Regions from separate parts of the Bombyx mori genome. Here region 1 is linked to region 2. A link is a contact called in public Hi-C data. All regions are on one chromosome and are shown on one strand. Each heading gives the region's core, a stretch centred on a gene start, on an enhancer-like site or on the middle of the called end of the contact. The rest is flanking DNA. Distances are from core to core; before and after follow the strand shown. Region 1 has its middle 48 kb from the start of Grf. Region 2 overlaps Grf (nuclear receptor GRF).

The links. A called contact is a pair of places that touch in the nucleus more often than the background predicts.
Region 1: a contact with region 2 is called in a Hi-C map of midgut, with 2.6 times the contacts expected there. The contact joins two enhancer-like sites. A contact is called at or near these places in 7 of 7 Hi-C or Micro-C datasets (middle silk gland, midgut, posterior silk gland and 2 more).

What each region holds. Positions count from the first base shown.
Region 1 is chr15:5,102,788-5,109,627 of ASM3026992v2, forward strand. It overlaps a transcript of Grf not described here. Among protein-coding and RNA genes, the nearest start is that of Grf, 48 kb to the left of the region's middle. Within about 2 kb of position 3,759, at least 7 of the 8 cell types and tissues checked have open chromatin away from gene starts, as enhancers often do.
Region 2 is chr15:5,037,339-5,043,581 of ASM3026992v2, forward strand. It overlaps Grf (nuclear receptor GRF), which reads right to left. Exons shown (of 8, transcript NM_001043550.1): 3 at 1-424. Among protein-coding and RNA genes, the nearest start is that of Grf, 18 kb to the right of the region's middle. Within about 2 kb of position 1,678, at least 6 of the 8 cell types and tissues checked have open chromatin away from gene starts, as enhancers often do.

The DNA of each region.
Region 1 (6,840 bases), core at 2,509-5,008, 68 kb after region 2:
AATATGTGAAATGGCGCAAAATCGAGTATAATAAGTGTTCCAAATTCAAAATAATTAAAAAGTTGAAAAAAAAAGACAAGTTTTTACGTAACAGTATTTATGGCCAGACTAGTTATATTCTAAAGGCTCTCCTGAAAGCAGCACTAAAAGGTTACGTGAAAAGCATGCATATGTGTCCTTTGACGAGCAAGTACTTGGCTTGTGCAGGGCGCGAGGCGGGGGCGGCGCCTATTTCTAGCGCGAAACTAGGTCGGACGCCGACCGCTGACGCTGGCCTGAACTACAAGCGAAGCGGACGCGATTTGCATGTTACTTTGTAATACAGTTACACTTGTTAGGTACCTACATATTATACGCAGTTTGTAATGGCGCTTATTAGATCTGTATAACGAAGTTGTGTGTGGCGTTTTGTACATTATCAATTTAATTCAGTATTAAATAAGACTCCAATTTAATTGTCAACCAATTAGCCGAATATATTACGCGATTCAAATTACTCGGAACGTGAGGTTAGATGTGAGTCTGTATACAGAAAAGCCTGTATTAATGTAATCTTTCCAATTTCAACGTATTTTTGCAAAATTATTAAATACAGCTGAAGATAATAATTATTTCATTTCTTAACTAAGACATTATCATTTTCAGAAAAACCGACTAAAATATGTATGGAAATAATTAATTTTAAATCTTAATTATTTTTTAAGCCAGACCGCTTTTAACTCCGGAGATGTGCAGTGCCAACAAAAGTTGCTTCTTAGAACGTTAGTTCAAGAATCAAGATCTATGTCGCTAGACGCCAACGCAAATGAAATATCAGAATCGCTTCCTCGTGAATATGTGCCGGCGATATTTATTTTTCTTGCTAAATTAAACATGTTAATTGACGAACACGAAAATAAAAGTGGTATTTTTTTTTTTTTTTTTTTATTATTTTTTTTTTTTATGTACACACAGAAAACAAGACACAGTACAGAGTAATAGGAAAATTATGTACAAAGGCACTGCTTATTTCTTTGAGAAATCTCTTCCAGCAGACCTGCGAGAGGATAATGAGAATAATAATAAAAAGTGATAAGTGTGTGTAGAACACATAACTAAAATAACAAATACAACATGAGAATTATAGCACATACACATAGCAAATATTATAAGTAACACAGTAACACTCGTATATGCGAAGAGTATAGAACCATGATCATTCGGTTGATGATAGATAAAATTGTTTGACCTTGTATTTAAAAACGGAAACAGACTTGCAAACTCGGATGTCAGCCGGCAACGAATTCCACAGTCTGACCGCGTGCACAGTAAAGGAGTGAGAATAGAAATTGGTTTTGTGGAAAGGGAATAACAAAACAGAACGTTGGTTGGACCTGCAGGGAGCATCAGGAGAACGAATGAAAGAGAATCGCTCACGTAAATATAAGGGAGAAGTGGGCTTATGTAGGATATTGAATAGGAGACATAATATTCGAGTATTCCTACGAAGGCGTATAGGGAGCCATTTAAGTTCTTTGCGAAAATGAGAAACATGATCGAATTTTCTGAGATTGTATATAAAACGGATACATAGATTTTGCATCCTCTCAAGCTTGTTTGAGAGCTCCTCAGTGGCATCCAAGTAGCAGGCATCGGCGTAATCAATTATGGGTAGAATGAGAGCTTGGACGAGAGATATTTTTGTATGCTGAGGTAAGAAGCCCTGCAGACATCTCAACGAGTGCAAGGCAAAGTGCACCTTCCTACTAATCTCAGCAACGTGAGAACTCCACGAAAGATGCCGATCTACAATAACACCCAGGTTTTTAACTGCATCGGTTAGAGTTATTTGAGTCCCATCCAAATAAATTTTCCATCCAAATAAAATATTATTTTCGTGATAATGTTTTTTTTTTCTCGCGGTCGGTGCGATGTTAAAGACGAGGTGATGGTATCATCTTGAACAATTCTTCAGAGCGCTCCGGAACATACGGTACAAAATATTGAGGGGGAACCTCATGTTTTGGCATTTGTCTTAAAAAACCCGAAAAAAATGTATCTACCAATATCAAATTTAGGTAGTAATAAAAATCAGTACATACAACCGGATTTCGAATCAATGAATTTTTGGAATTCGAATAGAATCAACATGACAAAGGTCATTGATGAAAAAACTGGAATATATCAACATAACAGCAACAAAAAAAGGCTACCATCCTGCCACAATAGCTGAGGTCGTTGAATCAATTAAATACGAACCTCAGCGTATTCGGAGAGCAGAAGCACGTGCCCCGATATTTCGAAACGTCCGCATGCATTAATGCTCTCCGCGGATGATCTATAGGTAACGAGATACCCGACCACATTTCGCTTACACTTTAGAAAGCGAGTCTTTGTTTTCACTTCGCAACGGTAGTTTGTAATAATGAGGAGAGATCATTACGCGTTTTGTAATTTGTTCGACTAAAGCCGTAGCTATATTTGGACGAACCCCAAACGCGTTTTTATTGCACACTCAATTCACTATTCTAATAATCTAAATCAATGGAAATGTCCGTACGTTTTCGCATGTCGCATACGTACAGACACCATGGCGATGCGGCTAATGCAGGTGTTGAAACCTTGACTATTGCAGAAATGTACTTTCACTACGGACTGCGGCACTTTATCGTAAACATAGAATATAGGCCGCATGCCGTTTCATACGAACGATGATTATTACAATCTCTTTGTGTGTGAATTTTGTGTCATCTTATCGCAGAAATCCTTCAGTTTTTAGACTCGACGGTAGTCAATACGTAAACAGAGTCATGGCCGGTTGTCGATCTCCTAATTTGATGGTCACTTCGTTATCGTATTAATACGCTTCGCCTTGAGATAACGCCATACCAGTTTTTCGAGTAATCAAAACAATATATATTCTGTGTATCCGTTCAATGAATTATTTAAGGGTCCGATTTCTCATTTGCAATTCAAAGTTTCAAGGTCACGCTTCGTGAGTAACGCAGCCAACGTTCAGGTCGACTACAAGACATGATATAAAGACTGAATGAGTTTCTTGAAACTCGTGAATTAAGAGCAAGTCAGCTTTAGTGAGTTATGGTGTGTTTACACAGACCGCGGTCTCGAGCGCGAACTTGTCCGATTTTTTTGCGAGTACGAAGAAGCGAGCGAACTTGCCCCAGTGACCACGGGCCGTTTATATAAATGTAATATATGGGACCACGGCCAATTTCTGAGTATTTACGGTGGCACTTTGCCGCCACATTGAGGATCAGCGCCTAAATACTAAATTGTATGTACAAGAGCCTGATAGTTGCGATCCTCGTGCAATCAAATCTAATTTAGCAGTTGATGTAATTCAAAACCCCGTGAAATGTATCTTTAATAGCAAAATATCAGATTTTCCTAATATAGGTAGTCTCAATCATCTATATGATCCGCGAAAAACTGCTAATGCAAACAGTTTATAATTTAATTCAATGCTGGTAATGGAATGTCGTGTTATAATATACTAATAATAAGCTTATTTTAAAACTCAATACAACATAAAAACCACACATGACCATGGTCCATGCGCAAAACAACCACAGTTTCCCCCGAGGTGTGCATTTGACATTTTCTAGTTTAAAAGTGCACAGATCATAGAAGTAGTTGCGTGGTGCTCGGGTGAGGGTGCGGGGCGGGAGGGGTGCGGTCGCCGGTTCGCGCAGTGTAACCTACATACCGGTCAACACTCCGACTCAGTCAACACTCGCTACAGGGACATCAGGCGCGTTCACTGTACCACTTTACTTGAGCGAGTGACTTGAGCTAGTAGCTTGACAGTCGTTCTATACATTATTATTGATGTATATACTCGTACTATATCTTAAAGAAACGTTTGAGTGAGAAAAGAAATTTTTAAATTTGAAAATAAAACGCATTTTTTTTCTGTGCTCCACGCTTCGTTCTTTTGTTTATTTTAATAAGCTTTTCGAGTTACAATTGTATTTACTTGTTACTACTCTACTTATCGTTAAGTAGTTTTATGGATCTGTACCAGAAACCGTAAGCTAAAAACATACAATTTTCATCACGACGCTACAGCAGTATATTTTAATGTATGCAAAACTTACATGTAAGTGTGTACCCACTCCAAAATAAACTGTAACACTCACCTGAAACAAAAGAACAATAATTGTATTTAAAATATTTAACAAATGAGTACAACGGTTCCCATATGTAACAGACTTATTAACCATGCCAGTGACCGTAAAATTCAATTTAAACTTGAACAACTGTTTATACATCCGTTTTTGACACGAATAACCGGCGTTGGATGAACTGGGTCAATTTTTAGGTTGCAGTCATTTGCCTAGTAAACAATTTGTAAGCAGAATTGTTTCTTTTGTTAACATGTTTAATTTACTCGTACGCTACTTTACGCTACTTTATAAATATTAAATTCAAACGAATGTGGGTTCGAAAATTGTGGAATCTTATCGTTAAGATTAACTTGTACTAGTGGACGTGCAAGTAGCTAGTTAGCCAACGATTTAATGTAAACGGTCTAATGCCAGCATTAGATGCGACTAGACAAGGCCATAACTATCAGTGAAATGTCGAGAACGAAAGAGATAGAAACAGTACGTATTTATTGCACACTTAAACAACAACACAAATGCAATTCACGCACACCCTAACAAATCTTCTATTTCTGTTCTACGCTATATGGTTCAATACTAGTGAATATGTAAAAAGTTTAATATTATATTTACTCTATTTAGATTCCTGTTAGTTATTATATCGATCAAAAAATTCGTGAAGATAGTAAACTTAAAACGAAATGTGTGTCAGGGCCTTAAATGTTGACTTTGTAGATTACTACTAATAAAATTGATACATGGCAATTATACTCGTTACGTTTTTGTTAAACGAAGAAGTATTTTAGTAATAAACCTAACCTACTTGTCATTATCGTAGCCAAAAGAAACGACTATCATCATTGAAACAATTTATAATATTAGCTTTTATATTTTTCTGATATTTTTGCAAAGCAGTTGATTAATCACGCGTATTACTCAGACGTAGTAAATATAAAAAAAAATTAAAGACGATTCACCGTCTAGGTCACTAAAAAGGAGGTTAGACAATCAGCTCAAATTAGGTAAACGACGTATATGCACCTCACACCAAAATATACGTCGGCCGAATTAAAATTACTTATCAGTCGAACAAGTTAACTAGTTGAAGGTACATCGAAATTTGTCGATGTAGATGTATCTTGAAGCCGCGCTAAAAAGATAGCAGCGGTCCGAACTTGCGACAGACTGTCCTAGAACTCGCTCTGAACTCGAGTGCCCTCGATGATTATTGTGCCCAAATTGTAACAATAAAACGGCATATCAGCACATAGCGCGTTTTTTGATTACTTTATATCCAAGTGATGCGATTTGGAAATGAATTCTGGGTCATTGGTTTTTCATAAATCGTTCCATTATTATTAAACAATTCATAAATATTAAATAATGTGGCAGCGGAAGGCAATTCGTTTAAAATGTATTTTAGTTTACTCACGTCTCTATTACATTCAAATACCTAAGCCTCATAGAAGGGGGACTTTAAAAACTAGATGACAAATGATCTTTTGGGGTCTCAAGGTTTCATTTGGGGCTCGTAATTTTTTTTAAACCTAAGTTTTCATTGTGCGTTGCTTATGCGTCCTTGTTGAGTTAAATTAAATGGCTATCGCAGCTTAGCGAGTGGACATTGGTTTATTCACTAATAAAATTTATTCTTGAATTAATTTTAACAGGGATTAATTCACAAAAAAAAAATCCTTGGGAGAGGCAATTTATTTCCTAGGTGAAAGGTACTCTATTTTCATTTCTGTACCTTTGACAACGTGTATATAGAATGTCATGATAACTGGCTTAGCAGTTACGACGTTAAAGTGTAACAAGCTAACGTACAAAGGCACTTTCGAATATATAATATTAATTTAAAAAATATGTATAATTAACACAAAAACCGAATGTATAAAATTTTATACCCCAAATGTTAAACAAGTCGACACTAATACCATAGACACTAAGTACACTATTGATAGTTAGGTTTATAATAACTTTTAACTTTTCAGTTATCTAATGGGAAATTCTGTGAAATTTTAATGAATAGATTTGATATAAAATAACTTAAAAGATATTATGAAATCAGTAGTGGTGGTAAGGTAAGGCAACTCGTGCACCGGTCATCGTTCTCGTCGAACCCGTCGCTTGCGACGAAGGGCTCGACGAGTAAATTAACCCTCAGACACAGTCTTCAGAAACTCAGTTTTCTCGCCGCATCTTCTCAGTGGGTCGCGTTTCCAATCCGCTGGTAGATTCTGTGAAGCACGGCTCTACCTAGGGTTCATATTAACAACATCGTCAGGTTTCTAGCCCCGTGAGCTCACCTACTAGTAAAGGATACGCTAAAATAGCCTCTCAAGGCTCTCGGCTTAAGAAGGAAAAAAAAACAGGGGACTCGTGCTCCGATGGTTAGGGAATTAGACGTTTGGGAATTCCTACAATACATTCAGTTAGTCTGTTTGACTGTATTAGGAGCTATTTCTCGATTGTCTCTCTGTAGTATTATTATCCCCACCCTATTTTATTCCTGATTCCTAACTTGAATAATAATAGTAATTAAGATATGTTATTATTCGGCCGTTTGGTATCTTCTCTCAGCCTATTATAGTTACGAAATAAATTATTAACGTTACCATGTTTTTTACTCCGATAAATGCCTTACTTGCGGACTTCGTCGCCATTCTACACAAAAAAAAGGAATTCCTAATGTCAATTTTGTGCAACAAGTATTTTGTTTCGTCACCTGTGT
Region 2 (6,243 bases), core at 428-2,927:
CCTATAAGTTCAGGTTTAACACCATTTATACAAGCGGCCGGCGGCCAATGTCCTGGTGATAGATTAGCGTGAACTCCAGGCGGAGGCGGTACGAGGGTACGTGGTCTGAACGGTTGTGGTGATTCTTGCGGTGCGCTTTCCAACTTCACTGAAGACAACTGAGACTGCGTTGTGGGCTGGTTTTTTCCACTCGCAGGCGAACTTTCTGCTTTGACAGCGGATTGTGCACCTTCAAACTTGATGACTGAGTAGGGTGGCGCCGAGCGTATAACGGTGGGATGGCAAGCGGGTGAAGGTGACGGAGAGCCACCGCCATCGAACACGGGCGGCGGGTGCGGCGGCGTGCTGCACCCGGCTTCAGACATACGCGGCGAAGGCGGTCCTGGGTCAGGTGACGAAGTGCTGGTGTCGGCCGCCGACTCGCCTGGGAACAAACACGATCGTTCAACAATAGCTACAGCATTTTGTCTGCACGCCAACGAAAAACAACACCATAGATTTTTAGAAGCAACAAATAGAAACTAGGTGAAATGTCAACGACCGTGCGGCGTGATCATAGTTAGAAGGCGCGGAGCGACGCAGGGACCCGACACTGCACTTCCCGACGTCGCCGACTAGATTAGTTGATTGCGTCATAATGTAAGCCATCGGGGGACATAGATAAATTATCTTTTAATTTAAATAGAAACCATGAAACGTACATATAATATTAGCGAATGATAATATTAGCGAGAGATGATGAATTTAGTTTTACGTATAGGTTCAATCGAATTTAAAGTTGACGTACAGGATTTTGATTTCACAATTAGGAAACTTAGATAAATTAGGAAAATCAGGAAACGTTTGTGGTGTTCGCGGCGGGTACGATGAGATGTAACAGCGCGACGGACAAGGGGAAAGTGAAAGCTAGCGGCGCGGCGCGAGCGCAGATGCCGAGCCCGGAAGCGTTGTGCCTACGCTCTGTGCCGACTTCACAAAAGGGCTCTACGTCATCCGCTCACGACTGCATTGCCGTTATAATAATTACAGTTACCATGTATTAACATATCCACTATATAATTTCGAGTATTTACATACATTCGGAGAATTATCAAAGCGCAAGAATTTATAACATGAAATTTAAACACTTTATTAATATTTTCGAAAATTACTTCAGAACTGTGGAAATCTCGCTGCCTCGTACGTTTCGATGGAAATAGAATACACGTAACAGAAAATCATAAACATTACCAACTTTTTATGACAAGATCCATAGGCGTAGTTTTAACTTCGTACGCGACCCGGCTTACATCGCACGACCATCCATATATTAAAATGTAACATTAGAATTTTTTGGAATCACATTATTGTTCACCGGGTTTTTATTGTTCAATATTGCACCCAACTATAATTTGAATGCGGAGCAATGATTAAGAGAATCATGTGAGACCGGCGTGCGCGTACCGGTCTCGGCGCTCACGTGCGAATATCAGTAGAGTTTTAGGCGAGGAAAAGTCACGAAGAAAGTTTTCCAGAGCGTGTTGCCGCGGCGGCGGGCGGCGGGCGCGCGCTATGAGCCCGACCTACCGCACGAGCGGCTGCGGCCCGCTCCCCGCGCTGCGCTTCCCGGTCCCTCCCTCCAGCCGCTATTAGGTCACTCAGGCGGCCGTGCGTGCGAACTGCAACCGCACAATGACTAGTGCAACGCGTGCACCGCTCTCGCTTCGAGGACGATCTCTATTTCACTTCGCGTCCTTTGCCACATCATTGGTGGGGACCGATCTTTCTAGCCGCGTGATGCAATCGTCGCCCGCAGAGGTTTTACGTAGGTTCGTACGAACCTAGATAAGTCACCATTCGATAGAGTACTTGATACTTGTCGATAGCACGGTGTCTATTACGAGTTTGAAATTGTCACGAGGAAAATCGGATCTTTACTCGAAACTAGCAATGTATCGATATAAGTACGTACAGAGTATTGCACGAACACGTGTTTATAAAGAGTACATACAGATTGTATAGGAGATGAGCGATAAAAGCCGTAGTGCGGTAAACAGACAACAATAAAGACGATTACGCAACTTGCAACACTTTTATTTCGGGGCGGATGATCACAATCGTATATTCGATCGTTGCAAGCCCGAAGGTCGGCCGCGGTCACCGACACACGGGAAAGTAGGTCACACCCCTACCACTGGTGTCGCCCCACCACCCCCCTAAGCATCGCGACGCCACGTGTCGTTGCGCCCGGCTACATTTCGCATTATTTTTTCGTAGTTTTGCGCCCAACAACAACCAACTCCTCAAACGATTTGATTTTTAGTTTCAAAATTTGTAAATCGATAACTGTTGTTTGATTAAGATTATTTTACTAAATATATAATGAAATGAAAATAATAAAAAAGTGGTTAAGCTGTACAGCAGTTTTGATTATGTCTATGATTCGCGAAGACGAAGAAAATACAATTTTTTTTGTCTTATTTGTTTAAATCGATTGGCTGTTTGAATCAAACACACCACACAAATATATTAGGGGCGATTTTCGTTTAATTTAACGCAAATAAGACCGAGTTAGAATAATCGAGATTCAATAGTAAATGTAGCCGTATAGTAGGTAATTTGTTTACGTGTAGAGCTCGCTATCGGGAGGCCTTCGACGTTATGAGTACATCGACTTTAATAATATTTGTTCACTATTTTTCACCGTTCGTTCGTATATTTCAATTTATCGAACCGACGTCAAACTACACCTCGTATATCAAGCATCAGCTCGTTTGCTGTAAAATGAATTCCATGTGTGCATGAAAATTTTGATGCTTCCAATTTAAAACACACATGCAGCTAATTTGAATTCGACTGATTTAAATAAATAAAAAGATTTTTGCTATCACAAGGTTGTGTGTCTATAATACTGTCATTTGAAAATCTACAAACGTTTTAACATTGACAAGTATTTTTTAAATGGATTCAAACAGTATTGCTATTCAACCATTAAATAAAATTTGTTTACCTAACTAAGTGCAATGTATAAATTAATTCTATTATATAAAGTAAAATAGAACGGTTGCGTCTGTATGCTGCACAAATTTTATGGTATTTAGGTGTAACTAAGAACAAATCACTGATTGAACTTCAATGACGGGACCTAGATTTTCCTGAAAGAAACATTCCCTTATCACCAATTACGAATGGTACTAAGTTATGTCCCACACACACGAAACAGCTGCCTTTATTGATCTTAGCCCACTGAGTTTCTCGCCGAATCTTCTCAGTGGGTCGCGTTTCCGATCCAGTGGTAGATTCTGCGAAGCACTGCCCTTGCTAGGACCAGTGTTAGAAACAACACTTCCGGTTTTAGTCCCGTGAGCTCACCTACACGCGTTAGGACGAAGTTGAAATAGCCTTTCAAGGCTATCAGCATATGTAGGAAAATAATAATAATTAATCTACCACACAATTTCCTTCATATTTTCTACGCGGTACGCATCTAATTACTCTTTAAAATTAGATCTTACACGTTCCGTGCTTTAATTTCGCGTTCATTTTACATAAAAAAAATCTTAATTGCATAAAGATCTATCATTATAGTACAGCGAGGTCCGGGTTGTATTCCCAGTTGGACTTAATAGTTGGTATGCTGGTTTTTTTCGGTAGGAATTCTTGCATCTTATGTCTCTGGCATTAAAAAGAAGAATATCCTGCCTTGATTCGTTGAATCTTAAAAGTTTTTAATATAAATTAATTCAAGGGGCCAAGCTAATGGCATAGAACATTCTCTACCAGCGAACTCTGATGCATAGTGGATATTTTTTATGTTACTGCTTGTAAGTTAATAATTGAATAACCTGTTTTTTTTATAAACGACTATCGTAGAGGGGAAGGGGGCTCTGTACCTATATAATAGATAGGCAGGTAGCGGTATTAGCTTTGAGCTGCATTTTGAAGTCGTCGTGGCCTAAAGGATAACACGCCCGGTGCATTCGCGATGGAACGATGTTCGAATCCCGCGGGCGGGTACCAATTTTTCTGATACGTACTTAACAAATGTTCACGATTGACTTCTACGGTGAAAGAATAACATCGTGTAATAAAAATCAAACTCGCAAAATTATAATTTGCGTATATACTGGTGGTAAGACCTCTTGTGAGTCAGCACGGGTAGGTACCACCACCCTGCTTATTTCTGCCGTGAAACAGTAATGCGTTTCAGTTTGAAGGGCGGGGCAGCCGTTGTAACTATACTGAAACCTTAGAACTCATATCTCAAGGTGGATGGCGGCTTTTACGTTATAGATGGCTGTGGGCTCCAGTAACCACTTAAAAATAGGTGGGCTGTGAGCTCGCCCACCCATCTAAGCAATAAAAAAAAGCTTGTTGGGTGTGAGCTCGTCCACACATCTGTGCAATAAAAATAAAAAAGAACCCTTTACCCGTCTTAGTAGTACTAGGCGTAGTAAAACTACTTTTACGGTTTTCATCTCGAGTTTTTTACTGTCATCATACGATTTTGAACGTTTCGAATCCTTTATACTCGTAGCCTTTGCAGTCACGGATGTCCGTAATATAATGAATGACAATAAAAAACGAGAAATTAAATCGCAAAAAGAGATTTAATTAGGCCGTCTTAACTTAATTAAGACTTAAAATTAGGTCGGCTGTGACATCGGTCGCCTATTTACGCTAATAATTCACGCAAAAAATCCGAGTGTATCCTAGTAAATTACAATCAATAGTCGGAGTTACGCGTCACACTGACGGCGAGACGGGCGGGCGCGTCGCTACGCGTCACGCGACCCGCTTCGTCACACCCCCTGCTTGCGTTGCAATGCGAAATTTCGTGTACGCTACGTTATCTAGATTTATTATCGAAAATCTGATCGGAGCCAAAATAGAATCGCTATTTTTGTTTCGGACGCACTATGAATTTAAGACGATTAGGACATCACTAACTCTGTAGCTACTGCTTTTAAATTTCTTTTGTCGCGTAAAGAAGAGTATTATGATATTCGAGATGGTTCTCAATAAGGACACTGATCTCTAGAAAACTATTTAGAAAACACTGATCAAGAATCATACGTGTCCATTTCACTGGTGGTAGGACCTAGGTGGGGCAGCCGTTGTAACTATACTGAGACCTTAGAACTTATATCTCAAGATGGGTGGCGCATTTACGTTGTAGATGTCTATGGGCTCCAGTAACCACGTAACATCAGGTGGGCTGTGAGCTCGTCCATACAACTAAGGAATAAAAAAATAACAAAAATGATGTCGTATTTGCTTTTGTGACGAAAATTTGCGACAGATATTTTTTCAGTTGCACAAAGCAGACCACTCGGCGGTTAGCAATGGCTTGTCTGTGTCCCTGAGGCATTACGTCGCTCGTATGCCTTCAATCAGAAAATATTTTCACGTTTTGAAACATATTAAATGTAATATTATTTAGCTACAAAACCATGTAGAAACTCAAACGTGGTAACCGCAAATTATGTTTAATTAATTAAAAACAAAAAAAAAAGTATTTTCTGTTCATTAAATCAAATTACGATTCCCTTTTAAAACGGGCTTTAATATTTGTTGTTGTCGTTTTAAGACAGCAGTAACATTACGTTTGATGACAGTGAATAATAATCTTTCTCTTATGTGTTATTCATGAGAGTACAATAGCGATGATTACAACGTGACTATTACTTTCACCTATCCGCTTGGTTCACGTAAACTTTCTTTGCTCTGACTTCACTGCGCACGTCACAGTTACGCAATCCTAAATGGCGAGACGTTATTTTTGCTATAACATTCAAGTTCAGTTAATGTATTTTGGGTAAACTAACTATGAACTCACTTAGGGTTAATAAGCTTGCCGAACTGTCTCGCATAAAGGTAACAAGGGAACGGGGACACATAGGAAACAATATGTGAGGTTTTATAAAAATAATTTGTAATTTTATTCGAAACTAGCTGACCCGGCAGACTTCGTAGTGCCTCAATCGATAAATAAAAGACACATCAAGGGGACACATCAAAGGAAAAACAAAATTGTTTGTTTTTATATAATTCAGAGCTTTTTTTTATATTTTCTCACCTTTTAAACCTTCCCTGGACTTCCACGAATAATTCAAGACCAATATTAGCCAAATCGGTCCAGCCGTTCTCGAGTTTTAGCGAGACTAACGAACAGCAATTCATTTTTATATATAGAGATAACCTTTTTTAGACTGCATTTAAAAGCTTTATCAAATTATACTAGCAGTAGCTATGTGAGCACGC